2 separate regions of the Pan troglodytes genome follow, and region 1 is linked to region 2. The links are chromatin contacts, called in public Hi-C maps. All regions are on one chromosome and are shown on one strand. The core of a region is the stretch at or near the end of the contact, and the rest is flanking DNA. Distances in the headings are between cores, read along the strand shown.

Region 1 (4,604 bases), core at 171-2,670, 160 kb before region 2:
AAAGCCTTAAGGCTGACATAGTAACCCAGACAAGAGATGAAGGTGGTTTGGGCCAAGTTAGAAGAAACATTGGTAATGGATGGATTTGAAATAGAATGAGGCCTCTAGGTGGCAAGAAACTGAGTGTTTATTTGATCTTTACAAAGCTCTGACTGGAAAAACTTCCTGATACTGAACTAAAATTCATCTCGCGATCACTTGTATCTCTTGGGGACAAAAAGTCTTATTTCAGGTACAAGTGACAGCTCTTCAAATGTTTGAAAGTAACTACGTCTCCCAGTATCTCCAACGATCTCCTTAACCAATCCTCATAAAAATAAAGTTTTGATCGCCTTACCATCCAGATTACTGTCTTCTGCTCACCAGTTTGTTTACAATAAAATGCTTTTTTTGTGGGTCAAGCACAGAGTAAGAAAATGAGAAAAGGGTATGTAAACAGGCAACGGAAAAAAGCACCAAGGCTCTGGACAGCTATATGCAAGTCAATCTGTAACGGGGAGCTTGTCTCCAATTGAAACTTGATCTCTGTAACTTACTCCATTGCAAATGTCACTACGTGAATCTACCTATGCAATGGTTTGCGCGTATGAAACCTGCTCCGCAGATCCATCCATTCTTTCTTGAATGTACAGTCAACAGACTGAGCACATAACCTCGAAAGGGTATAAGTAGGCTCTCAGTATAAAGGTATCTCCAGGGCGTCTTTAGGGTCTTCGCCGAACCCAAAAGTTCTCTGGGTGTTTTGAATGAACACCCTTGGATCGGACCCAGAAATGACCCACCTCAAACCTAATTTCGGGTTTCATTCTAAGGCGAATGGAGCTCAGCCACGTCCAGAAACACTTCTGTAGCAGTTAGGCTGCCTGATCAGGGGGGTTTGCCTTACTGTTCAATGGCACAGGGGCCCATCCCACCCCGGCCCCCTGCGGGCAAGAACTGGGGCTGGACGACCTCACACGGCCAAGAATGGCAGGCACAGAAAAAAGGGAAACCCTTCTGGGGTCAAGGGAAGGCCCAGGAAGCCCCTCGGGTCCTGGCGCTGGGGTGTGGTTGGGGAGGGATGCCGAGGCGGTCGACCCGGCTCGATTCCCTCAAGCCAGAGAAGCACGCAGTGACCTGATCAGACTCCCAGCCCCCCGGCCCGGGGGTGGGCCTTGGGCAGCAAGAAGCTGCCCAGGCCGGCGTTCCGCCGGGAGGCGCCCAGTCACCGGCCCTGACTCAGCTAAAAGCCGGCGCGGCGGCGGCTCCTCCCTCCAGGCGCTGGCTACGGGCCGCACTCACCGGCCGAGGTGATCATGGCTGCGCCCCTCACTCGCCCGTCGGCTCGCTCGCCGTTCCAGCTGCGCAGTGTATCTGTCAGCTCAGGGCCCGCTCAGTTCACCGCGCCTCCTTGCTCCCCGGGTGCGCTGCTCAGTCAGTCGCCTCCTCAGGCCGCCGGCTCGCTTCTCGCCAGGACCCCGCCCGCCCCGGGGCTGCCCGCCGCCCCGCCTGCCGCCCGGCGCGAATTCTCCCCTGGCCTGCGTCTTCTGCGCGGCGGTCTACTCCCCAGCCCTCGCGGAAGGGTACACGGAGAACACCATTGTTTTCTCTAAACCTCCTCGAGGTCAGGAGTCCCGCGTAATGGAACACTGGTCTGCACCTGAGGTCAGGCATTAGAATGGCCAGCCCTGCAAAGAGAGGACCCCACCATCACCCGCCATTGCTGAGAGAAAGGGTGTTGAAGGGAGGTGCGAGCATTGCGCGCAGTGCCACCTACTGGTGGGAGGTCTCGCTGCACCACATCTCCCACCAGATAATGCTTAGGGAATTGGGGCTGCCGCAAACAGCGTTTTTTTTTTTTCCAGAAAAGTGGCTTTCAATTGTTTTCTAAAGCAAAACCTATCATGAAAAAAAGAAAATCCCCATAGAAGTGCTTTATTATCATAATGAATCCACAAGTAATCATTGGCTTATTATAAAGTTGAACAATGAAGGTTTTTACTTACTTTTGGAAAAATGTCCAGTGTTGTCAATATATTAAAATGTGCAGTAGTTATATGGCGAAAGCCTTTCCAAGGGAGAAAAAATGTCTTCCATTCTTTCTTTCTATCTGCCCAGGTCCTCTTTTCCCCCGACGGCAGTGGGTTCTTCGTTTCTAATACATCTTCAGAAATTTGAAATGGCAGTTGCAATGGCCATTTGCAGTCTTATGCTAGCTTCAAGAAGTCAATTTATTTCAAGAGTCAGTACCGAGAAAGTCTTGACAAGGAATAGTGGCAAACGGTAGCATTTTTTTCAGCCACCGGCCTTGCACTATCAAGCTAAACTCTTCAATCGCACAGCGATGGCGAGTTCATTTCTATGGCCTTCTATGTAACCTAGGGGCACAATCAATGTCTTGTGGTTGCCAGTGAATTAAATATGCTTGATAACACATTTTGTTGTATCTGTGAGTTTTTTTGTTTAAATTAGAGTTCTTAAACTGTGGTTGTTTAAAATATATTAAATATAATTATTGAACATTTTTGAAGAGCCTGTGGCTCAGATTGAAAGGCAGGGCTCGAGAAGATGTGCATGCAAAGTAAACAGATTACTTGGGGTGTCATTCTACAGAGGCACTTCTTTTTTTTTTGTTTTTGAGATGGAGTGTCCCTCTGCCACCCAGGCTGGAGTGCAATGGCGCAATCTCGGCTCACTGCAACCTCCGCCTCCTGGGTTCAAGCGATTCTCCTGCCTCAGTCTCCCAAGTAGCTGGGACTACAGGTGTATGCCACCACACCTAGCTAATTTTTGTATTTTTAGTAGAGACGGGGTTTCACCATGTTAGCTAGGATGGTCTCGATCTCCTGACCTCATGATCCGCCCGCCTCGGCCTCCCAAGGTGCTGGGATTAAAGACGTGAGTCACTGCACCCGGCTCTACAGAGGCACTTCTACCAAGCCCCTCACATGAAGACAGTTGTATTCCCCAAACCCCTAGAGTAGTCACAAACAAATGCCAACAGGTAATGAAAATGAGTAAAGCAGGTCCAGCGAAAGAAAATACAAGCTCCACAGGATGGTGAATGGCAACTAACAGTGTCAAGGAGGCACTAGGGGGTGGTGGGGACAGTGATGAAGAGTGAATTCCTGGCCGGGCGCGGTGGCTCACGCCTGTAATCCCAGCACTTTGGGAGGCCGAGGTGGGCGGATCACCTGAGGTCAGGAGTTCGAGACCAAAGCCTGGCCAACATGATGAAACCCCGTCTCTACTAAAAACAAAAATTAGCCAGGTGTGGTGGCGGGCACCTGTAGTCCCAGCTACTCAGAAGGCTGAGGCAGAAGAATCGCTTGAACCCAGGAGGTGGAGGTTGCAGTGAGCCAAGATCACACCATTGCACTCCAGCCTGGCGACAGAGTGAGACTCCGTCTAAAAAGGAAAAAAAAAAAAAAGTGAGTGCCCCATCTAAAGAGAGCAACTGCTAAAGAGAGCAACTGCTACTCAGTTCCTGCCAAGAATGCAGGGTGACTGTTGGAAGTCGTGTTTTTTCTAAGAGAAGCCAGAAATCAGAATTTCATGCAACATCTCCAGAATTTTAAATGTTGGCTACTAATTCAACATGTTTTAAAACAGAGAGGTGGTCAACATGCCACCTCTGCTCTTCAAGGAGAAGGCATTCTGTATGAGAGGACAATCCTGTCTTCCACTTGGATGCTGTGTGTGTCATTGCCACAACCCCATGTGAGCCTCACGTGAACCTGTGAGATGGGCAAAAGGTAAGTAGCTTGGACACAGACATCAGACTTCTCCCCCCGGCAGGATTCTGTTCTCCCTCCTGAGTGACTGGCCCATGCCTGTGGCTTCTCCCTCTCCAGTCCATTCTGCATTCTTTAGCCAGAGCAATCTTTTCGAAACTCAACTCTGATTACTTCTGCTCCTTCAAATCTTCAGTCCCCATCTTGGATTCTATTTTTTTATGTGTCTTTCTTCTGTGTTTCTGTCCATGGCCTTCTTCTCACTCCCTGCATCCCCTGTAAGAGTGAAGTGCCATTGGCTGCTGTGCACAAGGTGGTGGCTCATAAAATGTGTCTCTACTGCCCTGCCCTTTCTCCTGAGCACAGACTCACACACTTCCTGGGCATCTCTGCTTGGCAGAGTCATAGGCTCCTTCAACTCAGTGACCTCAAAGTTGTGCACGCTGTTGTCGTCCCACAGTTGTGTGTTTCCTTCCTTGACCTCAGTGTGGGTGAAGGACATCCATCAGCCACTGCAACAGAAATCTGACTGTTCTCTTCTCCCACAACAGTCAGCACCAGATCTCCTCTTTAATCTCTCACACCGGCCTCTCCCATCCTCACTCCATTACCCAATAGTTGCCTCTCCTTTTTCTTTCCAGACCACGACAGCCTCCTACAGCCTTGACTTCCTGCTTACAGTCCCAGAAGGCTTCAGTCCACTCTTCACAGCCAGCCAGGAGCGTGATCAGACCCAACAGGAGCACGACTTTCTCCTCCAGGATGGTGGGACTGTCTTCATGTGGCTGGAGTGTGGCTCTGGCGTGCCACGCTCCAGCCATCCTGAACCCCTGAAGCTCCCAGAGTGGCCACGTGGCCATGTACCTTTTCACTGCCCTTTGTACCTGCTCG
Region 2 (5,136 bases), core at 2,253-4,752:
TCCCCAGGTTGAGAACTTCTGGGTTAGGCAGAGACATAAGGAACCTGGGCACAGGTGTTCTTCCTCTGGTGAAGGATCATTTGTGTGCCCGCTTTGTTATGCAAATGTGAGCCCCCAGGGTCCCATCCTCTTCCTCTTGGGGTTTGGGCTGACCCAGGACCTTTGTTTGTGGGGCTTAGAGAAGCTGGCCGGCCCTCTTTGTATGCCGCACTATAGGAAGCAGAGCCCCAGGGCCCTCTGAAAGCAAAGACACCCATATCCCAGTCCCCAATCTCAGAGATGCAAAGTCAGGGATACCTGTCTAGGAGTTGTAGGGCAATCCAAGAAGCAGTGGCAGGGGCAAGCAATGAGGCCCCCAAAATAAATCACCTTGTGTTAAGGGGGATCTCAACTGATAACACTGTTCTGGCCAGCATGGAATGTGGCTGATACTGGACACCCCTTCAAACCCAGCCGCCCTGCCCCAGGAGCTATGCTTTGGGAAGGGATGGCCGAGTGTGACATGATAACTAAGAAGAGTCTTAAGCCTGAACCTCAACCACCAAGGGCATCCCAGCGTCTGGGGCAGCAGCGTCCCTCCTTGAGACACCAAGCTGCAACAGTGACACCTTGTGACAGCTTGGAGAAACAGCAGCAGGGGCTGATGGAACCCTGGCTCTCCTCCCTCAGGTGTGGAAGCAAAGGAGGTCCCTGGGGTCTTTGAGTAATTTGGGGGCAAGTCTTCTGCCTAAAAGACACATAGGGAAAAATAAATTAAGCAATTAAAGAAATTTGACCATTTTGTAATCTAAGTTGGTGAAGTAGGTCATACCAGTTTCACCATCATCGTCTTATATGATATTTTATTACTATTACTGCCTCCTGGCATGTATCTATGTAGTAAGTTCCACTATCAGAGGATGACCTTACCTACCTTTATGGTTTTGTTTTTGTTTTTGTTTTGTTTTTGAGACAGAGTCTTGCTCTGTTGCCCAGGTTGGAGAGCAGTGGTGCTATCTCAGCTCATGGCAACCTCCGCCTCTCGGGTTCAAGTGATTCTCCTGCCTCAGCCTCCCGAATAGCTGGGACTACAGGCACCTGCCACCATGCCCGGCTAATTTTTTGTATTTTTAATAGAGATGGAGTTTCACCCTGTTGGCCAGGCTGGGCTCAAACTCCTGGGCTTGAGTGATCCTCCCACCTTGGCCTCCCAAAATGCTGGGACTACGGGCGTGAACCACTGCACCCAGCTCCCTAACCTTATGTTATAAAAGTTCTTATGAAAGTACTTGGGGTCATCTAATTGTCACCCAATCAAGCATCTCCAAGGCCCAACCACTCCCAGCAGATTCTGCCTTTGACACGATTGTGAATTCCTTTTCCCAATTCCTAATCCCCTCCTGTGGTATCCCCTGTCCCCACCATTGCAAACTACCACCCTTCTTCCAGCTCGCAGCCATCTCTCTCCTCCTGCTCTTCATCACCTGCTCTTAGGGGTCAGTTGCCTCTGGTATAACTTCTTGGCCAGGGTTGTTCCTCCAAGGACTATATACATTGAAACTGGGAGCAAAGCTGTAGTTCAAACCAAGAGACAAATGCTTTTATAAATACTGTATCTCCAGTGACTCTGAAATTGCAGCAAACAGGCTGCACAGGTGGGGTCCAGCACCGACTTCCCAAGGCTGCACTGCATCTGAAACCAACAAAACCAGGTGAGTGGGTGGCATAAGGGAAGGAGCACTCCCTTGGCAGGATGGGGCTGGGGGGTGTTTCCGGTTGCTGTGCATTACCATCCATCTCCTTCACCCCTGGCCTTCAGGGAAGTCTCCCACCAGTTCTCCCTGGAGTCAGTTGTCCTTTATTGGAGAAAGGAAGGGGGAAGATGCTCCCTGTGGGCTCAGATACACGTGGAGGACAGTTCCTGTAGGACTCAGGGCTCAGAGGAGAATTTGGCAGTTTCCAGGACTATGATGGGAGATGATAGGGTTCCCACCGAATGTGGGATAAAATCACAAGCCCTTCTGCTTGGAGATTTAAAAAGGGGGGGGTGACCCCATAAAACTGGAGGAGTTGGGGCTAGAAACAGGTCTGTAACAAGACCTTGGCTTGAAGGGAACTATTGTGCAGACGTGGAAGCTGAGGCCCACGGGGGCATGAGCAGCACCAGCTCTCTGATGCCCTTGTAAGTGATTTTTGCATGGCACCCCATGCTAACCCCCACTCTGGGTCTCTGTGTCCTGGCCCACTGTACCCACTCCAAAATCCTCTCAGGGCTCTTCAGAGATCCTGAGCCATCAAGGGGCGACCCATCTGCTCCCCAGTAGGGGCTGTCACAAGCCCACCCACTGGCTTCCACTACTCAATTGCACCTGGTCGAGAACAGGCTTATTCTCTCCTTGTCTGTTACACCTCATTTGGTCCTCCCTTGCACTGGTGTCCTAAGTAGAAATGCTCCTTCTTAATCACCTCTCACAGCAAGGTCTCGTGGCTCCCGTCCACCCTGTGTGCCTGGCACAGGCTGGGTGCAGAGCAGAGCTGATAAATACCTGGTGATTGACAGCTGCAGTCATCACCACTGCCCCAGCCCTCGCTTCAGACCAGGAAGCAACTGCAGGCTCAAAGACCCTGGGTCCTGGCCCCATAGCACCAGCTAATAATAACAGACAGCTAGGGGCTTGCTCCAAGCCCCTTATACCTGGCTGTGTGCAGAAGCCCTCTGGTAGGATTGATGATAATGCCGGGGTGCCTGGTGTGCCCCAATCACCAGTTAAGAAGATTCTCATATTTCTCTTAAGGTTCAAATAACAACTTTAAGTCCCTCAATATTATGAGAAGGGGCACTTGCAACTTAGATAAAATTTCCAGTGATAGCATCATGCGGGGATTTAAAAAGTGCTGAATCTCTGTAACTGAGAGGAGAGGGAGGTGACGTACCCTGAAAGTCACCGGTGACTCAAACCGTGGCTCAGGGGTGATGATGAGACAGACACTCAAGATGCTGGTGACAGGTTGAGATGAAAAAATGTTCCATGAAATGTGAAAGTGGAAAGGAGTTACCTTCTGTGGAATTAAAAGATGTCTTTAAAACCAAATGCATTAACTCTTACAGGAGACATTTAAACAATTACAGGCACACCCCTAATAGTTTGTATATTCAAGCTGGATCTTCTCACTTGGAAAAACGATCTCTTTTGTATGCGCATCTTCCTAATGGCCCACTGGGAGATGCCGTATACTCAGGGGTGCCCTGGGTTTGGGCATAGATGATGTACACCCCTAGTTCCTGGTGAAACCCACGTCTGGGTGAATGGAGCAAATCCAGATCCTTCTAATGGGATAGGGAAGCACACTGGCTCCTGTTACCTGTCACTGAGTGATCCAAAGGACCAAGGCCAGGGACCCTTGCACCAAACTGTGCTGTCAGATTCTGTCTGCCAGCGGGGGAGCCCAGGGAAGCCCAGGGCCGCTGCAGTCACCTCCAGGCAGTGCACGTTGCTCAGCAACCTCTTTGCAACTGTGAGCTGCTCCACATCCCTGCGAAGAGCCTTCTTTTGCTTGAATTAGCTGGAGCTGGTTTCTCTTGCAGGGAACAAAGAAGCTTCCTGTTAGCAAAATGAAGTTTCCTGCTTCAGCAAGAGAAAGGCTCCTTATGGGGAGATGGGAGAGGGGAGTGGGAAGACAGAGGCCCTGGGTATGGGTGCTTGGAGATTCTCTCTTTCCTGGGGGTGGAGGGGGAAAGGGAGAGGGAGATTGTATGGCCAGACCTCTTCCACAGCCTTAAAACAGGGGTGTAAGCCCTTTTGACAATTTCACTTGAATTCCCTGGGAAATACCAGGTTAGGGTGTTTTCTTGGATGAAAACTCGGGTGGTGCAGGCAGCAAAGCCCATCATCGACGGTCCCAGGGAGCCACGTGCAGATTCTTCCCTTTCCTGCAGTGTGCCCTGGCCTGCAAGGCCCTGTCTAAGGACGCTGGGGTGGACTGAGGCTGCCACAGGAGGGCATGGAGGGTATGGAGGAAACAGGAAAGCTGCTTGATTCATCGGCATCTGACAAAGTGTTCTGTCTACACCATGCCTGCCGCAGGAGGCACCTGGTCAGATGTTGGCCCTTGCTGCCCACTAAAGGTCAAAGAGGTGATGGGGATCCCCCTTCCCCACATCATCCCAGGAATTCTCTGACTGTCCTTGGGTCTCTCTGGGAAGACTTCTCGGAGCCCCCGGCCCCAGTTGGGGGTCCCTCCTCTGTGATCCCATGGCACCCTAACTTTCCACAAGGAACTGGGGTGAGTGAGGGTCTCTTGAGTGCAGGGAGCTCATTCAGGTTTATTATGGAAGCTGGGTGACAGTGATGGTTGCATGGTTGCACAACTTTATAAATTTTCTAAAAATTACTGAATTGTTAAACAAGAAAGAAGGAAACAAAAGCTGTTTTGTTGAAGGATGTACATGGAAATAAAGAAGACAGGACTCTCAGCTCTGTGCAAGCCTGCCCGGGTCCCAGGACCGGCTCACAGCAAGACCTCCCGGGAGGTCCCCATGGGGCCTGGAACACGGCTCAGGTTTGGAAGGGCTTGAGGGTCCAGGGAAGTCTATTGGCTCTGCTCTATCCTTCCTGCCTTTCAGTCTCTGTCTCCTACCACCATTGTCCCAGCTGGCGGCCACTATCTCTGCTGGCCTCTCCACCCGTGTCCATCACTGGCAGCCTGAGGATGGGCTACCTGTGAATCACGTGCTCCTCCCTGGTCCAATCAACCACGGCGGAGGAGATGGGGCCATGTGAGATGCCGCCTATGGGGCCGCCTGGAGCTGCTACCTTCAGCAGGGGCCTGGCAGGTGCTCTGAGGCTTTGTGTGTTTTTCTCCACCTCTGTGCCAGGAGGCTGCTGCCCTTCAAGTCTTGTGGGGACACAGTCATGTCCATTCACACTGTCTGCAGTGGCTGCTTTGGAGCTACAGCAGACCACGGTAGTTATGACAGAGACTGTATGGTTTGTAAAACTGAAAACACTTGTGATCTAGCCCTTTGCAAAAAAATTTCCCTAATGCCTGCTCTGAACTATAAACTCTTCAGGGAAGGGACTAGGTCTTGTTCATCTCTGGATCTTCAAAACTTAGCAGAGTGTCAGACACATAGTAGAAGCTCAATAAATTGTAGGA

What was found. A called contact is a pair of places that touch in the nucleus more often than the background predicts.
Region 1: a contact with region 2 is called in a Hi-C map of stem cell-derived neural progenitor cells, with 5 times the contacts expected there. The contact joins the promoter of PSMD1 here to the enhancer-like site in region 2. A contact is called at or near these places in 1 of 7 Hi-C or Micro-C datasets (stem cell-derived neural progenitor cells) and 1 of 1 datasets of contacts at active chromatin or transcription factors (stem cell-derived excitatory neurons).

The regions. Positions count from the first base shown.
Region 1 is chr13:133,302,595-133,307,198 of NHGRI_mPanTro3-v2.0_pri, reverse strand. It overlaps PSMD1 (proteasome 26S subunit, non-ATPase 1), which reads right to left and starts at 1,420. Exons shown (of 25, transcript NM_001246549.1): 1 at 1,282-1,420. The coding sequence starts at 1,297.
Region 2 is chr13:133,145,452-133,150,587 of NHGRI_mPanTro3-v2.0_pri, reverse strand. No RefSeq gene overlaps it. Among named protein-coding and RNA genes, the nearest start is that of ITM2C, 36 kb to the right of the region's middle. Within about 2 kb of position 3,502, at least 8 of the 24 cell types and tissues checked have an H3K27ac peak or open chromatin away from gene starts, as enhancers often do. A contact at or near this core is called in stem cell-derived neural progenitor cells, where this site is marked.